3 separate regions of the Mus musculus genome follow, and all the other regions are linked to region 3. A link is a contact called in public Hi-C and promoter capture Hi-C data. All regions are on one chromosome and are shown on one strand. Each heading gives the region's core, a stretch centred on a gene start, on an enhancer-like site or on the middle of the called end of the contact. The rest is flanking DNA. Distances are from core to core; before and after follow the strand shown.

The links. Promoter capture Hi-C pulls out the DNA fragments that hold promoters and counts their contacts. Hi-C and Micro-C count contacts between places; a contact is called where the count stands out from the background.
Region 1: a contact with region 3 is called in a promoter capture Hi-C map of hippocampal neurons, with 3 times the contacts expected there. The contact joins the enhancer-like site here to the promoter of Cyp7b1 in region 3. A contact is called at or near these places in 5 of 39 promoter capture datasets (the 3T3-L1 cell line, the C10 cell line, hippocampal neurons and 1 more) and 2 of 9 other capture datasets (adipose tissue and liver).
Region 2: a contact with region 3 is called in a Hi-C map of forebrain, with 3 times the contacts expected there. The contact joins the enhancer-like site here to the promoter of Cyp7b1 in region 3. A contact is called at or near these places in 4 of 39 promoter capture datasets (the 3T3-L1 cell line, hippocampal neurons and liver), 7 of 484 Hi-C or Micro-C datasets (adipose-derived mesenchymal stem cells, forebrain and liver), 3 of 115 datasets of contacts at active chromatin or transcription factors (embryonic stem cells, kidney and liver) and 3 of 9 other capture datasets (adipose tissue, embryonic stem cells and liver).

What each region holds. Positions count from the first base shown.
Region 1 is chr3:18,420,189-18,424,247 of GRCm38.p6, reverse strand. All of the region lies in intron 2 of Gm30667 (predicted gene, 30667), which reads left to right. Among named protein-coding and RNA genes, the nearest start is that of Gm30667, 39 kb to the left of the region's middle. Within about 2 kb of position 2,162, at least 8 of the 459 cell types and tissues checked have an H3K27ac peak or open chromatin away from gene starts, as enhancers often do. A contact at or near this core is called in hippocampal neurons, where this site is marked.
Region 2 is chr3:18,452,394-18,456,370 of GRCm38.p6, reverse strand. Gm30667 (predicted gene, 30667) reads left to right here. Exons shown (of 6, transcript NR_166207.1): 2 at 2,175-2,273. Among named protein-coding and RNA genes, the nearest start is that of Gm30667, 7.0 kb to the left of the region's middle. Within about 2 kb of position 2,235, at least 16 of the 459 cell types and tissues checked have an H3K27ac peak or open chromatin away from gene starts, as enhancers often do. A contact at or near this core is called in forebrain, where this site is marked.
Region 3 is chr3:18,241,211-18,245,368 of GRCm38.p6, reverse strand. Cyp7b1 (cytochrome P450, family 7, subfamily b, polypeptide 1) reads left to right here and starts at 2,031. Exons shown (of 6, transcript NM_007825.4): 1 at 2,031-2,281. The coding sequence starts at 2,166.

The DNA.
Region 1 (4,059 bases), core at 913-3,412, 180 kb before region 3:
ATACTCATATATTTGCTGTTATATTTACAGACCTAAATTACATCGTAAACTGTTCCTTACTAAGACTCCATTTCCTTTTACCTTGGGCTTAGGATAAGTCTGTGGTTACCATGATTTAGTTGTTTAATAAGAATCACATTGCCTCCTCATCCCCAAACCAGGCATGCTGTTTTCACAGTGTCATTCCCTAGAGGCTATTTTTTTTTAAGTCCTAAAGCCTCAGTTGGACAGACTTTGGTATGTTCCTTTTCACTAATATTAACTGTTTAATTATATGGACTTTGATCATGTTATTTTCTTTCTTTAACTCTAAAACCATGATTGGCATGAGAGCGGTATACTGAATTTCCAGGTGATTTTTTTTTCTTACTTTACATTCTTTGAGTACTTTATTTGAGTTCTAAGAACATGCCAAATTTACCCTCCTACTGAGAATGTATTTTCTGCATTGAAATTATAGTCTTCATGACAATTCCATTTTAAAACTACTCATTAATTTTAAAATAGATATACAATTTATGAATGAATTTTTGTATATGAAATTTACATGATTTAAAGCTTTCTTTCTGATTCCTAAGGCTTGTTTAAAGTCAGTCCGTGGCTCATTAACTGGTACATCTTGCTGCTCATCCCACGGACTTCTCAGATCTTCTACATCTGTTGTGGATTCCTTGTAGTACAGTGAGGGGCTAAGGACAGGGACATGAGTTAAATCATCAACTGAGACACAGAGGAGCCATTTAGACTTAAATGTTCTTGTGACAGTTAGTGTTCTAAAGGTTGGCTCAAGTAATGGTAAAATTAATTGACAATGTATAAGGAAAGACATCAACAGAGCCTATGAAAGAGCTGTGTAAGATTCTTTACCGTAGTAAGTAAAATCCTTAGCAATACCTTGACACTAGTCGTTGATATATAAGTATCACAGATTATTCCAGAAATGGAGGATTTATAGTTACTATAATACACTTGAAAATTAATGTAACTATGACCTTATTGCATCATGAGTCCAGAGAATATAAGGTAGTGGTTTTTAACTCGTGGGTTGTGACCCACCCCTTTGAAAGGTCAAACAGCCCTTTCATAGGGCTTGCCTAAGATCATTGGAAAACACAGATACCTCCATTACAGTTCATAGCAATAGCATAATTATAGTTACAAAGTAGGAACAAAATGATTTTATGATTTTGGGCATTGCCACAATATGAGGAACTGTATTAAAGAGTCATAATATTAAGAAGGTTGAGAGTCACTGATCTAGGACATGACAGACAGTCTAGCCAACTGGAAAATTTAATATTAACACCTTCAGCCTGGTTCAAAAGATGGACCTCTGTGATGAGGTACTTGACTCTACTAAAAAGGACTTGGATCCATTCCTCAACATCACAAAAACAATATCAATGAAAACCAAGCAAAGAAACAACACACTAGAAATCTTGTCTCTTCTCACATAGAACCAATAAGCTGTAATGTTCTTTAAACATTGTGATGCCAGCTGCAGGTTCCTCTGTAGGCTCTAGCCTCCCATGGCGAGGTGGTTTCCCAAGCTTTGAAAACATCCACTTTTAGCCCATTTCCTAGTCTACGTTTATGGTTCTTATATGTAGGAAAGAGGCTGAAATTGTAAAAAAAAAAAAAAAAAAAAAAAAAAGTAAGATTTTCACCCTTCTTCCTATGTTTACTGTGACCATTTGTGTTCCTTCGTTCCTTCTGGGGTGAGTATTTTCCAGTTTTAGGTGAGAGGAACACTGGCAGTTCCTGGAATTTACTGACTTTCTCATGTCTCACAGCATCCTTCCTGTGTCAGCCCTTTAGATAGTAAGATGAACAGAACTGACTCACATCTGCAAAGCTTCCTTAGCCAGTGCCCCTTGTGCTACCCGATAAGAACTAGGATGGCTAGGATCCAACAAAAGGGGAAAAAAGGCTCAGCTCAGCTAAGGTTATTTTAGTGGTTTTGTTTCCAAATATACAAAGGAGCCAAATGCATTTCACATACAGTGCCCTCCCCCCATCCCCCGCTTATATAAAGGAAAGACTTTGTTTTTAAAGAGGGGAAATCCACCTCTGAAATTGCAGAACACTGACACAGCATCATCTATCTTGGCAAAAGTTGACTGAGCAGATGATGTAGATCCACTTAACTTGGACTCAATCAAAGGCTTTGCTATTTTCATTTCACAGGCCAGATGTAGCTCATCATCGGTTGGAATCAATTCCAGAAGAGGTGTTAGAGTCTGGTGGTCCAAAAGAAAGTCTCTTCCAGGCACTGAAAAGAGCCACAAGGAAAATGAATATGATCTCCAATATCCCCACAACTGAGGTAGTCCAGTATTCAGCTCAGACTAAACAGTTAGATAAACTAGAAGAGACCCATTTTAGGATTCTCCAAAGTTAAAAAACTTGTAGTCTTGGCCACAGTGTCTACACACTGTTTTTCTGGGAATATGCCATCATATCAAAATGGATGGTGGGGTGAAATAAATTATCATGGGAAAAGATACTTGGGTTTTCAATAGATAAAACAAAAACAAAAAAACAACAACAAAAAAAACATTAGAAACCAAATACAAACTCAAAGCAAGGCTAACTAGGTTGCTTGAGTCATCTCTACTGACTAGAATCCACATACCAAATGCCTAACTGCTCCATCTTGTAGAGAAAACAAAACAAAACAAAACAAAACACCCCAAATCAAAAACCCAATCAAAAAGCAACAAAATCTCAAATGCTTAATTAACTGAATTAGGAGGAAATGAATCAATATTTTCTAAAGCAAATTAAAAATCATGAGGAATTTGTATGTTAATACACATTTCAATAGAGACACCTCATTCTCAGAACTGCAGGCTCTCCAACCTGATTTTTTTAAAACACATATTGAAGTTTTACAGATTAAGAAAATTAGATAAACTACCCTCAATGCATTGTTATTACCTGATAGGAAGTAGGACTGTAAGAAATTACATTTTTCACACATCTTGGGGAAAAAAAAACCCTCAGAAAAAAACAAATCCAACACAACTCTAGCAGAAATCTAATACAGAGAAAATACTCTATAGTTCCTCACAAGATAGAATGGCTTATATTCTCAATGAGAATTTAAAATTCTAACCACGTATCTGAATAGTTAAGGCTGCTGCTGGCATTATGGGTAGACTTGTGTCTTCCCACTTAATGATGAAAAGTAAGGTCTTGGTCTTATTGAATTAATACAGTATCAGTTGGATAGACTTTTAATCTAATGGACTTTCCCTTTTTAAAGAGAGTAACATCAGACTAGTATACAGGGAAAGTGCCATATGACAATTGGAGTTATGTTACTATAAGCCAAGTGCTGCCAGGGATAGAAGCAATGCCTGAGATAGATCCTGGTAACAATTCAGGCACTATCTTAATTTTAGACTTCTGGACTCTAACTCTGGCATTGACACATATTCACAGTCTAGCCACTCTGTTTGTGAAGCTTTGTTCATTATTAATTAGCAAAATATTAGAAATGAGAAGCTAAATGGAAGGCTTTGTAAGGTCTGCAAAAGGAGGTATAGTTGCATTTCATAGAGAAAGGACAACATAAAAAAGTTTGTTTTTTTTTAATTGAGGGACAAAGAATAATAAGTTAAAATGAAGTAGAGTCTCATGGAAACAGTACCACACCAATTCAAGATATACAGATTCCCCCAAAGGTACAATTCATTTGATTTTAATATTACTTTTGATTAGCCTATCAGTTACACATGTTAAGTGAGACATCATGTTATCTACATTTATGCAGAATGCAATAAGCACATGCAATAACCCCTTTCTCGTGAACTCCAATATGCTTTAAAATCCCCAATAATCATGAGACTACTTTAGTCAGAAAATGTCCAAGAGTAGTGTTGTGTGACACTGCTGAGTGTTTGTGAGAAAACTCCAAGGAAACAAGGGTCTTGTGATCTCAATTTCTTCAAAACACAGACTTGCTCTTGGAATGTGTTTTGTGATACTCCCAGGTATAGCAGATAGGAGTGGGTTTACTTCAGTTGTTCAAATGCTTCTGGAAAACATCTTTTA
Region 2 (3,977 bases), core at 986-3,485, 210 kb before region 3:
CATCCTTGGATCCAGCTCTGGTGCCCCTAGGGATAATTGGCACCCCTGATAATTACTTTGTTGTTGTATATTCTCTCAAATTTTATCTATGGGAGGAAATTCATCAGAGGATAATTTGACCAATTCTAATTAGCACAGAGCAGAATTACACCCAAATTCCTTTTGGCAGTGCCTATCTGAGCCAGATGAACAGAATGCTGCACAACTAGTCCATTCATTTTGGCCATCTTAACAGTCAACGTGGGCCCTGATGAACTGACTCAGTCCCTTTTCCTTATGAGGACAGAACTCCTTAAACACCCTTAAGCTATCTTTTCTAAAAGTTTACTAGTTTCTTAATTGTTTCTTACAGAGAAGAGATAAAGTCATTGTTTCTCCACCCTACAAAAAATGAAAAATTGTGATCACCCTTTCATCCCACTTCAGTTTTTCCTTGTTTCTAGAACTTTCCGTGGTTATTTCTTTGTACTCGGCAATGGAAAGATCCATAATCTGTTGGTGCGTGATGCATAACAACCATATATCGCAAATTAACAATCAGTTTATGTAATAAAAATGAAAATAGACACAACAACTGAAATGTGTTTTTAAAATATGGGTTGTTTTGTAAGTGCTTTGCTCTAGGTGATTTGTTTTTCTGATAATTCTTAGTTCTGCTGGTTTCCTACTTAAACAACAAAAGAAAAAAGAAATTCTCTAGTATAAAACTACTGTTCTAGAGGGGCTCTTTATAATTCTTCTTTTTGCTGTTTACTAAATAGTGCAAAATGGCCATCCCAGCCATGGATTTAATCTCTTCAAATAAAATTTTAAAACTGCTAAAACCCAATGAGTTGTATAATGTTTGGTTTTCATTTTACCATCCTGTCCTCCCAACAGTCTTTCTCGAAGTTTGTTCTGAAGACCATTGGAATTGCCCCAAGAATGAAGACCCATTTCCCATTTCAAAACCACTAAGTTTGACTTTGGTTGAAGGAGACCTAAACATTTATAATTTATCAGGTTTCTTTGGTGACTGTTCATCTTTAACTTGCAAGGTGTATGTGTAGTCCACACTTTTAAATTAGTTTAGTCATTTGTCCTTTTGTATACTCATGAGGATGTGCAGTATTGAGATTGAGCCTAACTAATAAGAGCAGGTATCAAGATACTGCATCATGGTTATAATGATGAAGCCTCCGGAAGAAAATATGACATGCATATTCAAAATTAATGTTATAACATAAAATATGCTTTGGTTCAGGTTGATCACTACCTTTTTTCACTTTTTTCACATGCAAAAAAGGGGGGTATTTAGAGGAATGAAAGGCTCTTTGTATTATGGGGAGGATGTTCAGAAGAGCTGTGTAATCCTCTGTTAATCAGATAAAGGAGAGCTTGGCATTGAATGATTCTGCTGAGATGCGGCAAAGTCGACCATTGTGACAGTTTTCCCTCTGTACAATAGCTATGATTTCAACTTATTTGTCTGAATGTCTTTAATAAGTCTAATGTGTTACATGCCTTGCTTCTGCAAGGTAGTGATGAACCTGCCTGTTTCACCTACAGGTATTTGTGAGAAATGGCAAGCTACACTGAGACCCAGGATCATCTCTCCTTAAGCTTTGGCCTGTAATGGGTACCTCCCAGGGGCCCCAGCCCCTATCATGCATGCTGTAGGTGATAAGAATAGACTGATTTATGATTACTCAATATCGGAAAGGTGTACCATTCCATTTCACAAATAGTGTTCTGCTAGATTAGAAAAATCATAAACACATTGGAGAATCTTCAGTCCAGGAACTATAAACTACTAGTGTTTTTTTTTTCAACATTTTAATTTAGCTATCTGTTCTGGATTACATAAATATAAACGAGCCTGTAATTTTTTTATAAGATAAATCAATCTCTCTACATATGAATCACTAGATTGAGCATTAGGGCATATATAAAATTGGATCTTTAAAAGATACGAAAACATTTCTCAATGAGAAAGAAGCTGCTCACAGTGACCTTCATGTTGAGCAGCGGGGGGTCAACACAGCCAGTAAATCATTTTTATTCACAGATGAGATCAACATATTCATATTTGTTTGCCAAATGTGTATTTTAATTTAAGCTTCCTCTGATTGATGTGTGTAATTTATGCTGCCTAGAACTAAGGCGTCATATTTTTCTTTTTTCCTAACTAACAGGGGGAGACTTTCTTGGAAACGGATAAAGGAAAGAGTCCAGTAATTTGTAGCAATGTGACTACAGCCACACATGCTCTAGAATTAATGTTCTTCATTAGGGTGAGTAGGATCAGCTGTATGTATACATCATGTTTTTAATTAACTCAGTCCCCACAACAGGATTCATGATTTAAACTACATTTTTTTCTTAAATCACAAAATTAAAAAAAAAATGGGTGGCACTTTTTTCACATGCAAAAAAGGGGGGTATTTAGAGGAATGAAAGGCTCTTTGTATTATGGGGAGGGTGTTCAGAAGAGCTGTGTAATCCTCTGTTAATCAGATAAAGGAGAGCTTGGCATTGAATGATTCTGCTGAGATGCGGCAAAGTCGACCATTGTGACAGTTTTCCCTCTGTACAATAGCTATGATTTCAACTTATTTGTCTGAATGTCTTTAATAAGTCTAATGTGTTACATGCCTTGCTTCTGCAGAACTGACCTGCTGCTGGTTTCATAAGGTACTACCAGCTTTAGGGAACTGCAGCCAGACAATGTGAATGCTCAAGTGAGGGGTGAGGGGAGGAACTTTTTATAGACATTTCATTCTCTGAGATCATATTAACATAAATCTGACAGTTAATCTCCATATTGCAAAAAGGCTGCCCAGACTCACTTAATTAAACTGAGAACAAACCTGCTTCTTTATTTGCCAGGTACAGTTTCTATCGTAAAAATACTCACTTTCAATTATGATGCATGACTACAGATTGTGTCAAAACCATGGGGTAGTAGAGGGTGGGCTGGTGCAATTGGGGTATGTACTCATAAATCTGTACAGGCCATTCCTTATACCATACAAAGTCCATTACAGAGGCTTCAAATTTATAAAAGTTACAATTTTGCCTTAGATTGTGATGACTGAGATTAACTTTTATAGAGAGTTGTTTGAAATTTACTTAAATTCTAATCTTTGCTGAATGTTTATTGTTTTTTTAAATTTATTTTTGTTGTTGATTTTTGAGACAGTGTCTCTCTTCATAGCCCTTGTTGTTCTAAAACTCACTATGTTGACCATGCTGGCCTTGGACTCACAGAGATCCTCCTGCCTCTGTCTCCTAACTGCTTAGATTAAAGTGTGTGACACCAGGCCAGGCAGTTAGTTATGTCTGTACTCTGCATTCAAAAAAGACCTCAAAACATGTGTTGAAAATGCCTACCAAGAAAAGTGCAGGACCTCAACATTGGTAAGCAGAATATTTCTTCAATTTCTACTTAGCGCTCTTCCATACCAAGCACAACAAGTCCTTTGTTAACCAAAGTTAATAACTTTTGTGAATTTAGAACACGCACATTCATCCAATAAATACTTGTGAAATACAATCTCTCTTCTTGGCAAAAGTGAATCCTATAAAAATTCCTGCCCCTATGGAGTTCTATTCCAGTGAGAGAAACAGGAGCAGTTTACTCCATAATGTCAAACATTTTAAGTTCTATAAAGTTATCCTATAAAACAACAGTAAACAGCCTGGAATCTATAGGGAGCTGCATGTCTAGAGAAAGCAAGGAAAGACCTCTTTGACAATCTGTCCTTTGATCACTCTGGATTGAAGTGAGGAAGCAAAGACTGAGAATTATGAGAGGTAGAGACCCAGGAAGAGCCAACTCTAGCTTCAAATTTCCTGTCATATAAATGACAGCCAGTTTTCGTAAATGAAGCATCCAGGAATGACTTCTGGCCAGCTGCTTTTAATCTCTTGGTTCTTTCTGGAACCATATGATTCAGGGCTCCACAATCTGCACTCCTTTCAGTAACACTGTCTTC
Region 3 (4,158 bases), core at 782-3,281:
GGTGTGGACCTTAAATTGTACTAATCGTGGTTGGCCACTCCCATAAGTTCTGTGCCACCATTACCCAATACTTCTTTCAGGCAGTAGAGGTTGCTGGTCATGGGTTGAAGGATTTGTGGCTGAGTTGATATATTAGTCCCACCACTTGAAACCTTATCTGGTTACGAAAGAGGGCCAGTTCTGGTCCATATTCTTTATTACTAGGAATCTTTGCTAGGGTCACCCTTAGAGATTCCTGTATGTTTCCATTGTACTACGTTTTCACATCAACCCCGAATCTGTCATAAACCAAACCCCTACTATATCATTTGCTTTGGGGAATGAGCAAAAGATTGGAACCATATGGACCCATTATTAAATTCTCTCATTGTTACTCCACAATCACATATCAACTAGTTTCTTTTCTTTTATCTACTACTAATATCTGTTCACTTCATCTCATAGTCTTTGAAAAGAAGACATTTTATTTTATTTTTTAAATGCTTTTTTTAAAGATTTATTTATTTATTATATGTAAGTACACTGTAGCTGTCTTCAGACGCACCAGAAGAGGGCATCAGATCTCATTATGGGTGGTTGTGAGCCACCATGTGGTTGCTGGGATTTGAACTCTGGACCTTCTGAAGAGCAGTCGGGTGCTCTTACCCACTGAGCCATCTCACCAGCCCTTATTTTTTTTTTTTTTGTTTTTTTGTTTTTTTACAGATCCAACAAACCACATATCATCCATGGCTTACACTTAAGAATGCCATCTTATAGTAAAGACCAGCTGAGTTTATTTCTTTATGATTCAATGTCTATTTCCTAAGAATTGGGCTATGTGTAACCTGCAACCTTAACTACAAATGGCTCTGCACTGCTTCTTCCAGAAAATGGCAGTCATGCCTTTCTTTCAAAAGCTATCTTGCTATGACCATCTTGTTATATTCTGCTCAGTAACTCCCATTCAGAAACCCCCTACCACTGGGTATAAAAACCTTGTCTTCCATATGTCCAATGCTGACCTCTTGGATCCCAACCTTAGGAGGAAGGAGCCCATGAAAACAAATAAAAACAGCTTGCTTTATTTTATGCAGGTCAGTGGTCTCTTCCGCAAGCCTTTGGTGTTAACACTTCTCATTGCACATGGAGTATTCATCACTTTCTTTCTGAGACTGAGACAGGGTAAAAACAGATCTGTGTGAAATGGTAAGTGGCACAGAGACCAGATTTGAAGTTGTTAGCAGTAACTGTTCGGGGATAGGTGAGGGTGGGAACTGTATCCTGTCCAGTGCATAAGATAGAGGTTTTGGAGTAGGATTTAATTAGATGCGTAAATATTTATCAACTAAGTCTACAAGACAACTTGAATATGGGTAATCAGGAAAAAAGGTGTGTGTAGGATGGGGGCTCTCCTGTGAAGTTAGCATCAGGTCTCTCTCTTCCTCAGCCACTTTCACTTTCTCTATTAAGGCAGGGCGCCTGTCCTCATGTTTCAGGTGTATCTGCTGAGTCATTACCGCAGCTCCCATGAGAAGATACTTTTCGAATGTCTTCCTTCTCTGCCTGTACAGTGTGCTGTACACTACGGACGTGGACTTGGTGTCATAGCTTGGTGTTACCTGTGGCTTCTTTCTGTGCTGTGCGTCGGCAGTTAAGACCCTGCCTTCTGCCTCTGGTGTGAACCTTTGCATATATTATGCCCTCAACCTCAATCTAAGCACAGTGGACACTGGTGGTGAAGGTGATGGGGAGCACAAACTGCAGTATCTGCCAGCTGTTTAGGATGACCTGTGCCACAGGGCCACTTTCTAAGGCTAGTGGGTGGGGAGAGCAGGGAGTCAGGCAGGGTCTCTTCTGCGAGCTCACTGCTGACTGACTCAAAAACACCCCCCCGCCCCCCAACCCCCAGGCTTCTGTGGCTCCATCTGGGGAAATCCTAATCCTTTCCCTCTTCCTTGGCAGGGTTCCTGTCACCGGAGCGGAGCGGAGCGGGAGGCGGTGCGAGGCGGAACGCTTGGGTCAGGGGGAGGCGGGGGGGAGGGGACTCCACTAACTTTGTAGTTCAGCTTTGGGGGCCGCTGTGACATTCTGCTCTGTGCAGCGGGCAGGCCACAGCCTCTGGTCTAGAAGAGAGGGCACTGTGCAGAAGCCATCGCTCCCTACAGAGCCGCCAGCTCGTCGGGATGCAGGGAGCCACGACCCTAGATGCCGCCTCGCCAGGGCCTCTCGCCCTCCTAGGCCTTCTCTTTGCCGCCACCTTACTGCTCTCGGCCCTGTTCCTCCTTACCCGGCGCACCAGGTAAGCGCCTGGCTGGCCACGCATGCGTGGGATCGCGGCCACGCGACCTCGTGGACACCCGAGTCCGGCAGGGATGGCGGGTGCAGGAAAACCTTGCTGCAGGACACTGGCATCTGCTGCAGCCAGTGGATGTCCTAATAAAGACTTCTTTCACCCTCCACACACTCACACACGGGCTACAGTTGAGAGGCCCGAATGGAGTTGCACCACGCAGGCTGTAGCTATTCAGGTTTGCATTAAGCATCAAGTATGGCCTTTTCGTGGGCCCATGGATATGTTGCAGCTCAGAGTTCCCTCTATTTCAGGAAGAAAATTTTCTTGAATTTCATTTAGCTCAAAGAGAAATGTTTTAAGAAAATGCAGGTGCAGGATATAGGTGCTGCTCTGTGCCTCAGTTTACCTGATTTTCCTTACTAGGAAAAAATAGAAACAACAGTATTTGCTATCACAAGTTTTCGTGAGGAGCAAAGGTGATAATAGTTATGTCTTCGCCCTGTTATTTTTCTCAGGACAACAGTAACAACAGCAAAACTCAGAAGGGCTTAAGTATCCTGCTTGAAATATGGATGTAGAGAAATACAACTAAAATTGTTCACTTCAAATTTATTTTCTTTTCCCACCAGTGTCTTATTTTTTTCCTACACTGTTTTCATGTTTTTTGTAAACCAAGCAGATTGATTTGCGGAAAATAGTAATTACAATTTAAATATCTGTCAGTATTTACTTGGATCAGTGAGCGTCATAACTTCTCTGGTTTTAGGGACAATGACACAATTGTACTGCACACACATATCTGCACACTTCTGAAATGTCAACTGAAAAATACTCAAGATAATAGCATTTCCACTTTCTCACATTGAGCTTTGAGAGAACTTTCCAGAGCTTTCCTGTCCCTCTTCTGCAGTCTTCAGCACAGGAGGGGATTGGATCTTTAACTTCAGCTCATGTGATTCTACACAGGCTCCAGCTTCTCCCCATGCCAGTTAAGTTGCACTTCCAGATTTGCAGACAGGAAGGTGATTTGTTTCAGTCTCCATTTACATGCAGGGCAGGAATCGATGGACCTAACTAGTTCATTCTAGACCATTGAGGGTAATCAAGTCAGATTGTGAAACTCAGGATAATGTCTCGGGGAGGTAGAAAGGCAAGGTAGGCTTTCCACAAGAAGCTCTTTGAATAAGCCAGTTTTTTTCTGTTCACTAAATAGTATTTGCTGAAATGTTCATGCCATCAGTTGTCAATTCCTTCATACCAGAAAGACTCCAATACAGGTCTATAGGGAACTGCATCCCATAGCAGCTGATATACACTGTCATGCACTATGGAAAGATAAGAGGATGTTCTAGCTCAGAGAGGCCTATGTGACTAATGAGAGAGGCCCATGTGACTAATGGCTTCTGTTTTCTGTACCTGGACAATTTATCACTGTAGGAAAGTCCTGTCTGATGTGACATGTAAATGGGAAAATATGACTAGAACAAAATATTCTCAATGCCTTATGTATGTTATATGCCTGAATGACTGGTAATACACAGATATAAATCACAGGAAAACACACTCTACTACAACTTACTTTTCTCACTTTATAGTATGCTTTAGGTGCCACTGAAAATGAACATAGAGAATAACACACACACACACACACACACACACACACACACACACTTGGATTAGTGTGGATATTGGAGTTGTAATAGATGTGAAACCTCCCTCAGTCATAATTTATATAACTACCAATGATCTATTAAGTTCTCTTACATACTACTGATGTCGATATTACAATTCATTTTGATTACATTAGTTGGATAAAGAAAATAAAGCTTCACTATTTTTAATTTCTCCTCTGTCTTTCACTCTGTTTCTGTGTTTGTCTGTCT